Regions from separate parts of the Danio rerio genome. Here region 2 is linked to region 1. Evidence: chromatin contacts called from public Hi-C data. All regions are on one chromosome and are shown on one strand. The core of a region is the stretch at or near the end of the contact, and the rest is flanking DNA. Distances in the headings are between cores, read along the strand shown.

Evidence for each region. Hi-C and Micro-C count contacts between places; a contact is called where the count stands out from the background.
Region 2: a contact with region 1 is called in a Hi-C map of hematopoietic stem cells, with 5 times the contacts expected there. The contact joins the promoter of dock11 here to the promoter of kirrel1a in region 1. A contact is called at or near these places in 5 of 18 Hi-C or Micro-C datasets (caudal fin, embryo, hematopoietic stem cells and 1 more) and 2 of 4 datasets of contacts at active chromatin or transcription factors (caudal fin and embryo).

What each region holds. Positions count from the first base shown.
Region 1 is chr7:19,137,325-19,145,115 of GRCz12tu, forward strand. It overlaps kirrel1a (kirre like nephrin family adhesion molecule 1a), which reads right to left and starts at 1,717. Exons shown (of 15, transcript NM_212868.2): 1 at 1,495-1,717. The coding sequence starts at 1,543. trnar-ucu (transfer RNA arginine (anticodon UCU)) reads right to left here and starts at 5,237; the gene lies at 5,164-5,237.
Region 2 is chr7:19,319,932-19,327,070 of GRCz12tu, forward strand. dock11 (dedicator of cytokinesis 11) reads right to left here and starts at 4,497. Exons shown (of 53, transcript NM_001202493.1): 1 at 4,396-4,497. The coding sequence starts at 4,497. ntn4 (netrin 4) reads right to left here. Exons shown (of 10, transcript NM_001430983.1): 10 at 6,719-7,054. The coding sequence ends at 6,918.

The DNA.
Region 1 (7,791 bases), core at 467-2,966:
CTGAACATCATCTGGCCAGTCTGATCTGCAATTTTTTAATGCATACGAAATTGCATCAAGTGCAAACAAAAGGATTATGTAGCTTTTTCCAACATGATGACAACAAGGAACGTCCGTTACAGTAGAATACGCTACAACAGTACCTGCTTGCTGTTTGCTATGCTTCATGTGTGTTTAAGGCTGACCTATATTAGCACACCGCATACAGCAACATTGAACAGTTATTAGGAGGACAACGTCGGCATTGTTTTAAGGTCATTGCAACCGCCTCTGCTGACCTTATAAAAGTCGTTCCGGTAATGAAAGAGGTATGTGAAGGGCTGTGTCATGTTGGCATCTAACCTGAGTGTATCATCGTTCTCTCAGCGCTGATACCTTAATACGTTCCACCTTAAGACATAACAGCAATAAATCATTGCAAATGACATCAGTGCATGTGCATTACTGTACAATTGTTCCAACAAAACCAATGCGGTCATCATTTACTCCTTTAAAAAATGAAAATATAATCAAATAAAATAACACTCAGCATCGAAATGAAGATTGAGAACAACATTTTTGGCTGTGTTTACCTTTCTGTGCATTAATTGAATCTTGCTACCTGTGCATTTCATTCAATCTGTGTTTCTGTGCTATAAATACTACGTAATGCTGAACAAAGCCATGTCTGTCTGGATGCCCATAATTATCTCCCCAAGATCTTTTCATACAGTGTCATTCAAAGCAGCCATCAAGAGTCACCTGTTTCGAAAGGTACATCTCGATGAATATGCATGTTTCTGCTTTGATTCTGGATCTTATGAGAAAGGGGTTACATCATACACCTTCCCGGGACAAAAACACGCCCCTTTACCTTATGATGGAGTGGTCTGTACCTGCTCTCTCACATACACACATGCACAGTGTGTGACAGTAGACAATGGGGAGGGTGTCCGCATAGGCGCGATCACGGGGAAAAAGATGCTGTAATCTAACAGGTAGAGAGCTCTCTGCTGTCGCCTAGCAACTCGCTGGATGCATTATTACAGGCGCACCTGGATATGCACAATGCAAAACATGAATCGGCATGTGCATTGAAGATTCAGATGATTCAGGTGCTGAATTTACCTGAGCGACCCTGAGAGGAGTTAAACAAAGTGGTGCGTTTCTTTATGCGGGAGTCTGGCGTGAAACCCCTGCATGCGTGTGCATGTGCGCGTGTCCTTTCCCTCCTCAAACCCCTCGACTAATTTGTATTCTCATGACGAGAGCATGTTTGACGGCAGGGATCGCTGCTCCTCAGTTTTCCGCACTGGCAGAGTTTCTCAGGGGCATCATTTGGTTATGAAGGGGACGAGCGGCGGTGTACAGGCAGGCAGCACTGCTAACTCAAAGGTCACGTTGCACCTTTATGACCGGGCAACCGCTATAAACTCTCCTCCTTCTGCTTTGTGTCCAATAAAAAAAGAAATGCTCACACAAACACAACTTCATGAAGCCGAGCGAGTCTCTTACCTCTGTGAAAACTCAACGCCAAACTCAGAAGCAGCAGCAGACCCTGCATGGTTCAAGTCTCCGCATGGGGAGCGTCAAATCCCTCCAAACGATGGATTATAATCCTTCCATTCACGTGTTGGCCGTGCGCTGCCCCTGTTCTCCCGCCTTTGCTACTTTTTAACGCATTTCTGGTGGCTTTTTTCTTCAGCCGTTCCCTCTTCTGCCCTCCTCTCTTGCGTCCTCAGCGACGCTCCGGTTTCTTTTTAGTGGCACATTCCTTGTTCATCTCTCTCTCTCTCTCTCTCTCTCTCTCTCTCTCTCTCTCTCTCTCTCTCTCTCTCGCTTGCTCTCTCCTCCCTCCCTTTCTGTTTCTTTTCAGTGATGTACAATTCACCAACGAGTCGTTCTCTTAAACTGAATCGTGTATAATTGATTCTGAAGAACCGACTCGTTTACGAGCGGGATTGAATCTGCTCTGAAGTTTTCGAAACAACAACAGCTCGCTGACTCGCAGGAAAAGTTCGCGTTCATTTATAACGTCGTTGTTTTATGACTGTTTAGTCTATTATGAAGAAGGTAGGCCAATCGCATTCTTTTTTTGTTTATTTAAACATAAAATTAGAAAGTTCCCCTAAAAATTAAACATTTAAATAAAGATAATTTACAAAATGGATTAGAATCATAAAAGCAGCAAATGGAAATAAAAAAGTTTTTAAAAAGCAGAGGAAAAAGTACAGAGGATTATTAAAACTAAATGAACAAATAAGAATACGTTTCAAATAATTTGTTTTGACTATTCTATTTTAGAGTCTCTATTCCCATAGGTCTGTTTTAAAAGTAGCCAAAAGTCTTCTGTAGCTATAGTTTGTCCATTTTTGTAGCCTATCTGTGATTTCTTTAAAAAACTTAATGTTTAATAAATATATTTAAAAAAAAACTATTTAGCCTATTTTATACAATATCATAGAAAATAAGTTTGGAGATTCCTGACTCATAAAACAAATATAAATGATTGATTTCACCATAATTACTAAAAGATATATGTTTTATTATACTTATTTTCAGTGTTCTTAGTAATATCCATGAGTAATATGTTAGATTTATGAACGTCTTCATATAGAACCTGTTCTTTTGAAAATAAGATAACACAAAAAATAGTTAGGCCTATGAATTCTTACACAATATATAGACAGGTGTGTGCCTTTTTAAATCATGTCCAATCAGCTGAATTTACCACAGGTGAACTCCAATTAAGCTGCTGAAACATTTCAAGAATGATCAGTGGAAACAGAATGTACCAGAGCTCAACTTAGAGCTTCACGGCAATGGCTGTAAATACACAGGTTCAACTTTTTTTCACATTGTCGTTTTGGGGTATTGTGTGTAGAATGCTGAGGAAATAAATTAATTTAATCCATTTTGAAAAAAGGCTGTAACATAAAATATGTGGAAAAGGTAAAGTGCTATAACTGCTTTCCAGATGCACTTTATGAACATAAAATTTGGGTAAAAAAAAAAAAAAATATTTACTGTATGTAAAGGCTTAATTTAGGCTACTTTTCCCAAATTTTATTTTGAATTTCGAACATCCTAAAGAAAATATATTTGAAAGAAATGGGAAGACTGAATATAAAATCTGACCAAAATCTATACGCAATAAAATAGGTTATTCGCCTAACTGTTTTCGAACCAGCTCTTTGAAATAAACGCTCGAAGGAATCGACTCTCGGAACTGACTCGCTCTGCCCGTCAGTGTTTCCTTTTACCCACCCGGTTCATTTGCCCTCCCTCTCTCAAGAGCTCACAGCGACAAAGAGCAGAGCAGAGACCCGCGGCTGCGAGCTAAACCTCCTCATGCGCGTCGCAAACACTGCACTCACATTCTTCAGTTTACCTTCACCTTCAGCCCTTCCTAATGTAAGGAGTAAAGACTTGAAGAATGGCACAATGTTGACACAGCTTAGCTACCCGCAGCTAATGAAGGCTACTGTAAATACTGTATATCAGTAAAGATGAAAACGCAGTGATCAATTTAAATTTCACAATAGATGCGATGGAAAAGAAATAACATTTTAGATGGTGCTTCTGTCAAATACAGTATGAAACTCTACTGTAATGATCACTTTTAGACGTTTTCTGATACACATGCATATGCTGAGGGAGTGCCTGCATATGTTTGTGAATTGTGCCATCTGTCGGACAAGATTCGAACAGGCGAACCGAATTTGAACTAGCGACCAAAATTTGGTTCACTTTTAAAAAAAAATGCAGTTTCACACAATTGCTTCATGTTGTCCCAACACAAACTGATTAACTTAACTCAATTGTTTTTACAAATTGAAGTGGATTAAACATAAATCAATCAAGTTGCCCCACCCTAAAAAAATCTATAATCTTGTTGATTCAGCTCATTTTAGATAAGTTGTTTGAACAAGCAGCAAAAATAGATTTTTGAGTGTTGATGATCACTTTAAAACCAAATACTATGGTAACTAAATTTAATTAGTCGATGCACTCTAAAAAAACGTTGAATTATTTATTTAAAAATAGGCTAATTATTAAGTTTAAAATAATGGGTGCTTTGTTGGGTTATTTTTTTACCTTTATTTGATTATTTAATAATAATTCAACTAGCTGGGTTAAATACTTGGTGCTTTGTTGGGTTATTTGTTTAATAACTCAACCAGTTGGGTTAAAAATTTAGTTTCAACAGTCAAATGATTTAACTGACACAGAACAGCTGTATTTTTATGCGTTTGTAATGTTGTTTTTGTGCAATACAGTTTATGTAAGCTCTAATGCAATAATGTTGTTGTTTTTTTATCAAATAACCTCTCCATGTCGTGTGTTTTATATCTGTTTCACCAGCACTCTCAATTGTTGATGATATACAAATGCGCACTTCATAGCTGATCTATATTTAAGCATTTTCAATATTTTTGAACTCTATGTAAAATATTTACACAGCTTTAATTATCAAATTATTAGTAGAAATAGTAACAATAGTAATACCAGAATGAAAAAAAATAACATTTAAATTTGATCAAAATAATCAAATATCTAAGTAATAATATATAACTAATAATAAACTAAATTGTATAACCCAATGCACTTAAAATAACAGAGAGTTTGGAAGGTGCTTTAAAAACCTATAGTTGGGTTATATGTTTGGGTCTTTTAAACTTAGTAAACCTAATTTAGCCTTTAAATGTCACTTTAAGTTGTATGTAACATTGACTAAACAACAATGTTATGACATTTCTGCTGCATCAAAATTAAACAAATTGACTGTCAAAAAAGCAATGTTTGTTGCAATTACCTTGATTTTTATTTTTATTTTAACCAATTATCTTTTTTTTTGGTCCATTTTAACATTTTATTCAAACACATACCTAATAAAACAGAATTTTAAAATCGTTACTTCGTTTATTTATTTTTCCATAGCTCAAATAATAAATAATTATTATAAAAATGAACATTCGGACACTGAATTGTTTTTCCAAAATAACATACATATTATATTCTACTTTATCTCAGTGTTTTCAGTGTTTTGTATTATTGTTCTGCATCCCCCTGATAAACACATACAGTTGCTGATTTTCTTCATGCCATTACACTCATCATCATCACATCTTTCGATAGCATAATAAAAGCAATGAAGATGCTCCATTTCCGAGAGCTGCGCTGCATCTCTGCCGGGACTCGAACCCGGAGCCTCTGGATTAGAAGTCCAGCGCGCTATTCCATTGCGCCACAGAGACCGAGCCAATAAAAATCGACCAGAGCCGCTTTAGAGACGCACTTCACTGGTTCAGCATCCAGCAGCATCAGGACCACGCGGAAGCCATTTTGGAACTCCGTGTGCCGCCAGTAGGGGGAGCTCGAAGCGCAACTATAGAGCAGCTCTGAGCCAACATGGCGGTCGAATGATATTCTGTTTGTTCAGCATTTCCCTTTACAGGCCTGTAGCCAGTCTGATGAAAGTGGACCTTTTTGCAGTTTTCACCTCATTATCTATTTAACTATAAAGTCAAGTATTTACAGTTTAAACACTAGATCTTAGTGACATTTTAAGCACTATTTATTTCTGGTTTAACTTAACAGTGGCACCAAAACATTTCCTAAAGATGTAGAATAAAGTAATATGAAAAAAAAATATTTATACGCATATTTTTTTAGCATATATTTAAAAAAAAAAAAAATCTATTTCAGTTTTTAATTAAAAACTGCCTCTAGTAATTTAAGTCCCTTTATTAATCTGAGGTCACCACAGCGGAATGAACCGCCAACTTATCCTGCATATGTTTTATGCAGTGGATGCCCTTCCAGCCCCAACCCAACACTGGGAATGGTATCGGCAAGTACACAAATTAAAATACTCCTATCGGTTTGTAAAGAAGTGATATCGGTACATCCCTACTATTAAGTAACAGACTATGTGCATAATTATAAAGATTAATTCGTTGTTTTTAAGTAAAATCATCTTATTGCTTTTAAGGCAAAGGGTTTACTCACTTTTTTTTTTGAAAGTCAGCTAATCGCTTTTTACAGTGTATTCAAAAGTCAACAGAACGACCAGTCATGCAAACAATTTAATTACAGGAACATAATGTTAAAGCAGTTAACTAACTCCTGTGTAATCTAGCTCCTGTTTATCTAACCAACCTTCTGTCTCGCTACAATTAAACCTGCACTTTAAGATCTCAAATCTCATGGCTTCTGGTACTACCTAGAATAGCAAAGTCTAGTAAAGGAGGTCGAGCCTTCTCATTTATGGCTCCTTTATAGCCTTCCTGATAATGTCCTAGGCTCAGACACACTCTCTCAGTTCAAAACTAGATTAAAGACCCATCTTTTTAGTAAAGCATACACTCAATGCATCACATAACGGCAATGATGCATGAATGTGCTCCACGCAGGTGAGCTGGCTTAACAACCATCTGTAGGACACACTCCTCCTTAATACACCAGACATTAGCCCCTTTCACACATACAGACCTTTCCGGAAAATTACCGGCAATTTTCCGGAAAGGTTGTATGTGTGAACAGGTCCTTTTTGAAAATACCGGTAAATTCGTTCTGGCTATTTTCCAGAAAGAGAAGTTGTAACATTACCGGTAATTTGCCGGAATGCTGCGCTGTGTGAATGCAGAAGGAAGATTGGCGGAAAGAGCGCTTGCACGTCTAGAACGTACTGACGTGAAACACCTGCTTTAGCCAATCAGAACTGTCAGACGCATTCACTTGCGCGCGGTTTATGAGAATAAAGCCTTTGAATATTTTTCCACACACCTTTAACTGCTAGATGTTAGTCAGATAACGTTTCTATGTTCCTTCTTAATGCTAACTGTGTAAATAATCATCGATAAAATGTTTATGATAATCCGTTGTTTGTTTACCTTCAAGCTTTGCGTGTGCCCGTGAGCGCCCATAGCCCCAGCACACACTCATATCATGAACATCTCGACATGCGAAAGTGATCCTCTATATGTTTTAATTGGAGTTGTACTCAATACCGATCAATCCGAAGAGTTTGTAATGTAGTCAAATGTTTATAAACACAAGCGCAGCCGTTTACAGCTCATTTCTGGTTAATGATGTCAGAATTTATCGGCATTTTGCGATGGATGTGTGAATGCTCTTTTCCGGAAAAATTCTGTAACGTCCTCGCCTGTGTGAACAGCGCTTTTTTGAATATACCGGTAAAGTCGTTCCGGAAATTTTCCGGATATTTACCGGTATCACTGTGTGAAAGGGGCTAATTGAGTTAGAAACTCTCACATGCTTTACATGTTTGATTATATAACTATTTTCATTTATAACGCCCTGTTTTTGCATCTCGTTTAAATACACTATGAACAGCAGCTATGCTTATTTTCTTTATGTCCACCTGGCAATAATCATTCAGAGGTCCCTAGAGACTATGCAGTGCCCTTGATGCGATCCAAGACCTGTGAAGAAATGATCCCAAGGTATTCATAATCCTGGACCAGGCTGTATCCCAAGCTGATGCTGTGGTGGTCATGGAGAAATGAAGTGCTTGAGATTGATTCATGAAAAACCACCGTGACAACAAGTCCCTGCATTGATCCTGTGAGCCAGCCTGACGATCCTGCCGATGCTCTACTCAGCCTAGCAGTTTCTCCACGATGGACATCCAGCTTCTCCAGCCTACGGAGTCTAGACTGCAGCTCCATACAGGAAGTCTTGCCAGAAGAATAATGGTTGTACCCAACAAAACCTAGTTTCTCTCAAGGTTTTTCTTCCCCTTCGCTTCATCAATTGGTGAAGTTTTTTTTCCCTTGACGCTGTCAC
Region 2 (7,139 bases), core at 3,247-5,746, 190 kb after region 1:
AGAAAAAACTGAGTGTAAGAATCATACACTTTTTTTTGGCTGATTGTCTGCAATTAACCTCAAAAGAACTTTTGTCGAGGCTACCAGTGCGATGAAAACTTAATGACTGACCTAAAAAAACAGACATCCCAGCAGCACACCAGTGTACTCCAAAACAATCCTAAAATTCACTCGAGTGTGGGTTTACACTACAAGTTTATGACTGTGCTTCTGGAAAGCTTTGCATACAGGCGGCAATACTTTCAAAATGATCCCCTTCACACAAGGGGCCAGGCCAGTAGTTAAAACTCTTCACAAAGAACCTCTTCACATCTTCACACGTGTCCTGTGTTTAACCATTGTTGTTTTGGTTTTCAGGTATTTTGCGTTTGCCTATAAACTGTAACAAAACTGTGCATAATGTCACTATTTTTTTTTTTTTTTTTTAGCTGGCATCCAGCTCTCTGCAACTCTCACATGGTCGCCAACTGAAGCCAAGCAGGGCTGTGCCCGGTCAGTACCTGGATGGGAGACCACATGGGAAAGCTAGGTTGCTGCTGGAAGAGGTGTTAGTGAGGCCAACAGGGAGCGCTCAACCTGTGGTCTGTGTGGGTCCTAATGCCCCAGTATATTGATGGGCACTCTATACTGCTCAGTGAGCGCTGTTGTTCGGATGGGACGTTAAACCGAGGTCCTGACTCTCTGTGGGATTTTAAAAATTCGAAAGGGATTTAACCCCAGTATCCAGGCCAAATTTCTCACTGGCCTAATCCTCCCCATGTCATAATTGGCTTCATCACTCTGTCTCCTATCCACCAATCAGCTGGTGTGTGGTGTGTGGTGTGAGGTCTGGCGCAATAAGGCTGCCGTCAGATCATCCAGGTGGATGCTGCACACTGGTGGTGGATGAGGGGATCCCCCTGCATTGTGGAAAGCGCTTTCAGTGTCTAGAAAAGTACTATTTAAATGTAAGGAATTATTATTATTATTTTACAAATTGGTGTTTTGGATGTTTGCACAGCAACGATAGACGGATAATTTCCATTACATTGCACATCAAAACTAGCTTTCAAACATTTCAATTTTAGGCCCCCAAAATATTTAAACTTTAAAATTTAAACACACATTCACAAAAGCATTTTTTAGATATAATAAAATAATGTGCAAAGAAATTTTTGATTCGTCTATAGATAGTTTGTGTTAAGTTCATAGTTTGACCCTAACATTAACATTACATTATAATATAACATAACATATTAAATTGGGTCATATTTGAATGACATTTTAATAACTGTTGGCAATTTTTGTTTAACTGGTTGATGTATTGATTGTACGTTGAGTTAATGAGTTAATGCAGTGAGCACAGCTCTAGTTTAATAAAACAACACTCTGCAACATTCATTCATTCATTTTCCTTTGACTTAAATCACTTTATTCATCAGGAGTTGCCACAGCGGAATCAACAGCCAACTTATCCAGCATTTGTTTTACACAGCGGATGCCCTTCCAGCTGCAACCCAGTACTGGGAAACACCCATACACTACGGCCAATTTAGATTATTCAGTTCACCTGTACCGAATCGAAACCCAAGCGAACACAGGGAGAACATGCACACAAAAATGCCAACAGGATCCAAACACGCAACCTTCTAGTTGTGAAGTGACAGTGCTAACCACTGTGACACCGTGTCAACCTGACTTTGCATCAACAGAAGACTATTTTTAATTAGTTTACGGCTAATTTTCTTTCTTTACCCTGATTATATTTTGTACAGATGTCAGTAGTTAACATTCATCCTGATCACCTAATAAGGAAGATAAAACCCTGGTCAAAGAAGTTTTTCCTTTTTTTGTGGCACACAAGTGTTTTTGGAGCTTTTGTGTGATTACAGTTTAACCACTGAAGTCACCTGAAATGCTTTTGGCTCCTTTTTTGGACTTTGTCTTTGAACAACTTGTGACCAACCGTCGCTGTCTATGAGCTGAGTAGAGCTGCACGATTTGACATATATATATATATATATATATATATATATATATATATATATATATATATATATATATATATATATATATGTGTGTGTGATTTGAAAACTGCTATTTGGGAAGAATTTACTCATTTAGAATGATTGGGATGATTCTGTAGGGAAGTGAATCGTGCATAAAATTTAATAAACAAATTACAAGCAAATACAAAAAAAGCTAAGATAAAAGTGAAATAAACCGTGTTTTATGGTTTTCAGGGCCGTCAAATAGTATTCAGATACAGAACTTGAGTAATCAAATGTAAAACAACACTGCAAAAATCGTGACTGTATAAATAATCCAATAATTCAAAATTGATTTGCCATTGTGTTCACGTGCTCAACAGAAATGACTGTGATTGGTCGTGAAGGTCATCAGTTCACCACACTCACCGCTCTTTACTGAGTGTAACCACAAATACAGAGACACTGGAGTGTTTTAAAGCAATGAAGATCAGCTGATCTGTTTATAAAGCCATGAAGATCAGTCAATTCACCAGCAGATCACTTGTCTGTCAGCTTATAAACAGATCAGCTGATCTTTGTGGTTTTAAGGGTGCTTTCACACTAGCACTTTTGGTCAAGACCTGCGTTCGTTTGACATCAGAGTACGGTACGTTCAGCTTGTGTCGACGTGTTTTCAGAACTCGGGGGAGCATTCGTGAACGGTTTGGTTTACTCAAACTCTGGTACGGTTCACTTCTGGTATGAATCCAATCGTAACAAATAACGGAAGTGAACCGCCAACTGTACAACATGTCAGGCTCAATAGTTTAAATAAATCATTGACTTCTGATGTCCTCATTAGTTCAGATTTCTTTACAACACATAAAAAATACATTAAAGAGAACTTTATATACCTAAGGAACGGTATAACAGAACATTTTAGGGGTATTAAAACCTTGACTTTTCTAAACCGCGGTAAACCTTGAAACAGGTTATCGTCCCATGCCTATAACAGAATTTACATTTATTGATAAAAACTAATCCTTAAAGAACAGCCAAAATGCAGAAAAAAAGCTTTATAATTTTATCTTAAAAGTAAAATGATGCCGTGTGAATAGCCTCTTAAAAAATATACACATTTTAAAAAGCATGTGGACATGCCAAGCAAGCAAAATATTTTGATGACTCATCCTGCACTACACAAATTGTCATCCAATCATATTTCATCTTTAATTATAACGCCCCTCCCCCAATGCCACCTAATAACCAGCAAGCAGCAATTGTATGACTTAAAACATACTGGCTTCTTAAAATATAAATAAGTGGCAAGGCCTTTGATATATCCGAGCAAAGCTTCCTGTGAGAAAAAGTCAATACAGGAAACAAAACCGTGCTCGTTAATCAACTTTGATGGGTCTTCAAGTGAAACACTGAGAGCCAGTAATAAAGCTGCACACTTGTGTCATGATTTTGTTCATATCTGTGCAAACGCAGCATGCAAAAGGGGTACAGAAAAGGGAAATATGAGACAAATACTTCATTTAGCACATGCAGAGGACACAGGAAGCGTAGCTGAGCAGCCTGGGGCTATTCTCAAGGGAAACACAGAGGCTCTGCAATCACCATAGAGTGCCATTTGTTGTCTGTCACCCTGGAAACCACAATCAAAATGGCAATCACAGCATTATGCTGTAGGCTTTTACTCATAACACTCATAGAAAATCTCAGAATTGTGAAAATTGCCTCCTTTCCCAGTTAAATTCAATCTAAATCCTTCTCAAAAACATCAATGTCACATTTCTGCTCTCCAGCTTATTCATTTTCAGTGGTTCAGCAGGGACAAAAAGCATGTGCTTTGCTCAATCATGGACTGGTGCATGAGCACATGCTTTTTTTACACAAAGGCATAAGGATGCTCCATGTGGTTCCAGAAGAGGCTACAATACAATGTCTTTGCCTATTAGGAAAGCCAGGACCACCTGAATGGCAGCTTTTCTTTGATGCAAACCCTTATTTTATATCATAACCAATGCTTATTTCAGTATTTAAATGCACGAGGTTTCTACAGCTGACTATGCGATGTGTAAGACAGATGTTGAAGCTGTGCTGGTGTAATTGCCTGAAGGCACTAGACGTTATGCCTCAGCAGTCTGGCACGTGTTTTAATAAGAATTACAAACGCCGTTTAGATAAAGGGGGGAAAATTATTAAGTAATACATGACAGACTTTTATTCATATACGAGGTCATAAACGAGCAGTGCTTTCAAATCTAGTGAGCTGCCTTCCTAGACAGCATACATCCGAATGTGATGTCAAAAATGACCCCTAGATAGGCATCTCACTACATGTTGAGACACAGCCTTAGAGAGAGAGAGAGAGAGAGAGAGAGAGAGAGAGAGAGAGAGAGAGAGAGAGAGAGAGAGAGAGAGAGAGAGAGTTACTAACCACAGCAATGGACGTCCTCACCGCCTCGGACACACTTTGTCTGAGCTCTGCTGCCGTCCCAGGTTTGCTTAACCTCTTCGTGAATTTTCGTACTTCGGACATGTTTTATTCCCTCGTTAGTTTGACCGTAATTCCATCAGCGTCCTCATTACAGAAAGCAACATCGCGGCACGCCAATCTGCGCGGCTGACAGAGGTGCGGATGCAGGCGTGTGGGGCGGGGCCTCATGGACCAAGCGCTAGCCCCGCCCACTTGTGGTTGCCTGATATCCAAAAATCCCTGCTTTAGGGTTAATCATTGAAAATGTTTAAGATTTGTGCACTTTGATTTAGGAAAAAGTTAGGATATATACATTTTTTAATACATATGTATATAATTATCTTAAATTATGTGAAAAGTTTATAGTGAAGAGTGTGTTGTGGTCTCATTTGCAGCCACTTAAATCCAAAGGTACTACAAATGAGACTCGAGAAGCATAAGGATTAGAGTGCCCGAGTCCCTACATAACAAAATGTCATTCATCACGCATACTATGATATAACTTAAAACCTGATTGAAAAACTTCATAAATACTGTTAAGCTCCAGAAAGCTTTGCAATTGTGATAAAACAGTTCTCCAAAATCTTAGATAAAAAGGGTAGTTTAGAAATGGGTCTAAAAATGGACAGCACAGATTTTTCCAAATTTGGCTTTTTCAGAGGTTGCACTACAGCATGTTTGAAAATGCACCACACCAGAAACAAGACTCCTATTTACAATGGACAAAATACTAGGGCCAATAATCTTGGTTTGTTTAAAAAAAATTTGATTTGTTTATATATATATATATATATATATATATATATATATATATATATATATATATATATATATATATATATATATATATATATATATATTTACATTTAAGAATTAAGCAAGCTTTCATCAAAGCAACTCACACCTGTGAACACACACTTGGAGCAGCTGATGTGAATTCAGTGTCTTGCTCAAGGGAATCACCTCAGCCGTAGTATAGATGCTGGTGATATATAGGTGAGAGCTGGATATTCAGTCAACACCTACAGTGCCGGGACTTGAACCCGAACCTTTGGATTGCAAGTCCAACTCTCTAATTACAGCCACTCCATAGTAATTGAATATTTTTAATTGATGTTATTTTGAAATTTAGTTACTATTATGTTACAATATGCAGTGCAGTGTGTAGCCTCACAGCAAGAAGCTTGCTGGTTCGAGTCTTGGCTGGGTCAGTTGGCATTTCTGTGTGGAGTTTGCATGTTCTCCCTGAGTTCACGCGGGTTTCCTCCAGGTGCTCCGGCTTCCCCCACAGTCCAAAGACATGTGCTATAGGTGAATTTGGTAAGCTATATTGTCTGTAGTATACGAGTGTAAATGAGAGTGTATGGGTGTTTCCCAGTGATGGGTTGCAGCTGGAAGGGCAGCCGCTGTGTAAAACATATGCTAGATAAGTTTGCGGTTCATTCCGCTGTGGCAACCCCTGATTAATAAAGGGACTAAGCTGAAAATAAAATGAATGAATGAATGTTACATTATTTTTTTACTCATAATAACAGTTTATTTCCAAATTTATTTTAACACATTTAATTAAATTCAATATATTTTTAATTAACCTTTCTCTTTGTTATAGTCAAATTTATTTATCTTTTTGCATTATTTGATGATTGTAATTATTAATTAATCCAATGTCCATGAATTGTTTGATTTACACTATTATGTTGTGATTTACACTAATACACTAATCTTAATCAAGTGTTTATTTTATTTATATTTTATTTTTTTATTGGGGTTGGGGGGTGTCCTACTACATCTTTCAGCAGCAAATCATATTTACAAAATTATCTATTTGTGAATATTATTCATCATAACCATAAATATGATCATATGCTGACACCTTGTGGCCACAATAGGTATAACATTAAACATTAAAGCAATAGTTTACCCTAAAATGAACTTTTACTCACCATTTACTCACCCTCAAGTGGTTCCCAATTTATTTACTTTTCTTCCATTAAACACAAAAGAAGATATTTTGTAGAAACCTTCAATCTTTTTAGAGCTATTTCACTTTGAACTTGAGCAAGTAAAAGATGAGTAAATTATGTCGATTTTAATTTTTGGGGTGATCTCTCCCTTTAATTAAATCAATTTTAAGAAAAAAAAATATATTATAACATTATAAAAAAGCAGCCAAGGGACAATCCGATAGCATGTATGCATTATATTTTTCTTCTGTACAAAAAGCATGCTATATACAAGGTTAGTTAAAGAAATAAAAAAAACTACACATTATTATCTTATATTCATATATACACACATACATACATTTATATTATACAGTACATTCTGTACAGTGCTAGTATGGACCTGACAGCTAGCAGATACACCAGAACGGCTGGGTTTACACCTAAAGCATTAGTTTGATTCAGATGATGAAGAACGATCACAGTTAAATAAAGTCTAAGTTGGCGTGTGCATTTGTTTTGAACATCTCACTGCGTCTTTCAGCTACATTTGGTTTTCAGCAGCTGATGGACTTTCCGACTCAAGCTGGCTCTCCATGGCTTCACTATGCTCTTCATGTTAACAACAGGGCGACCTTTTCTCACATCCTCGTGTCCCACCACAAGATACTCCAATCCTACAGCAAGAGGAAAAACAAAACAAATTAAGAAAAATAATCACAACGGTCCTATTTCACTAAATAGCTTATCTGTATTTGTTGC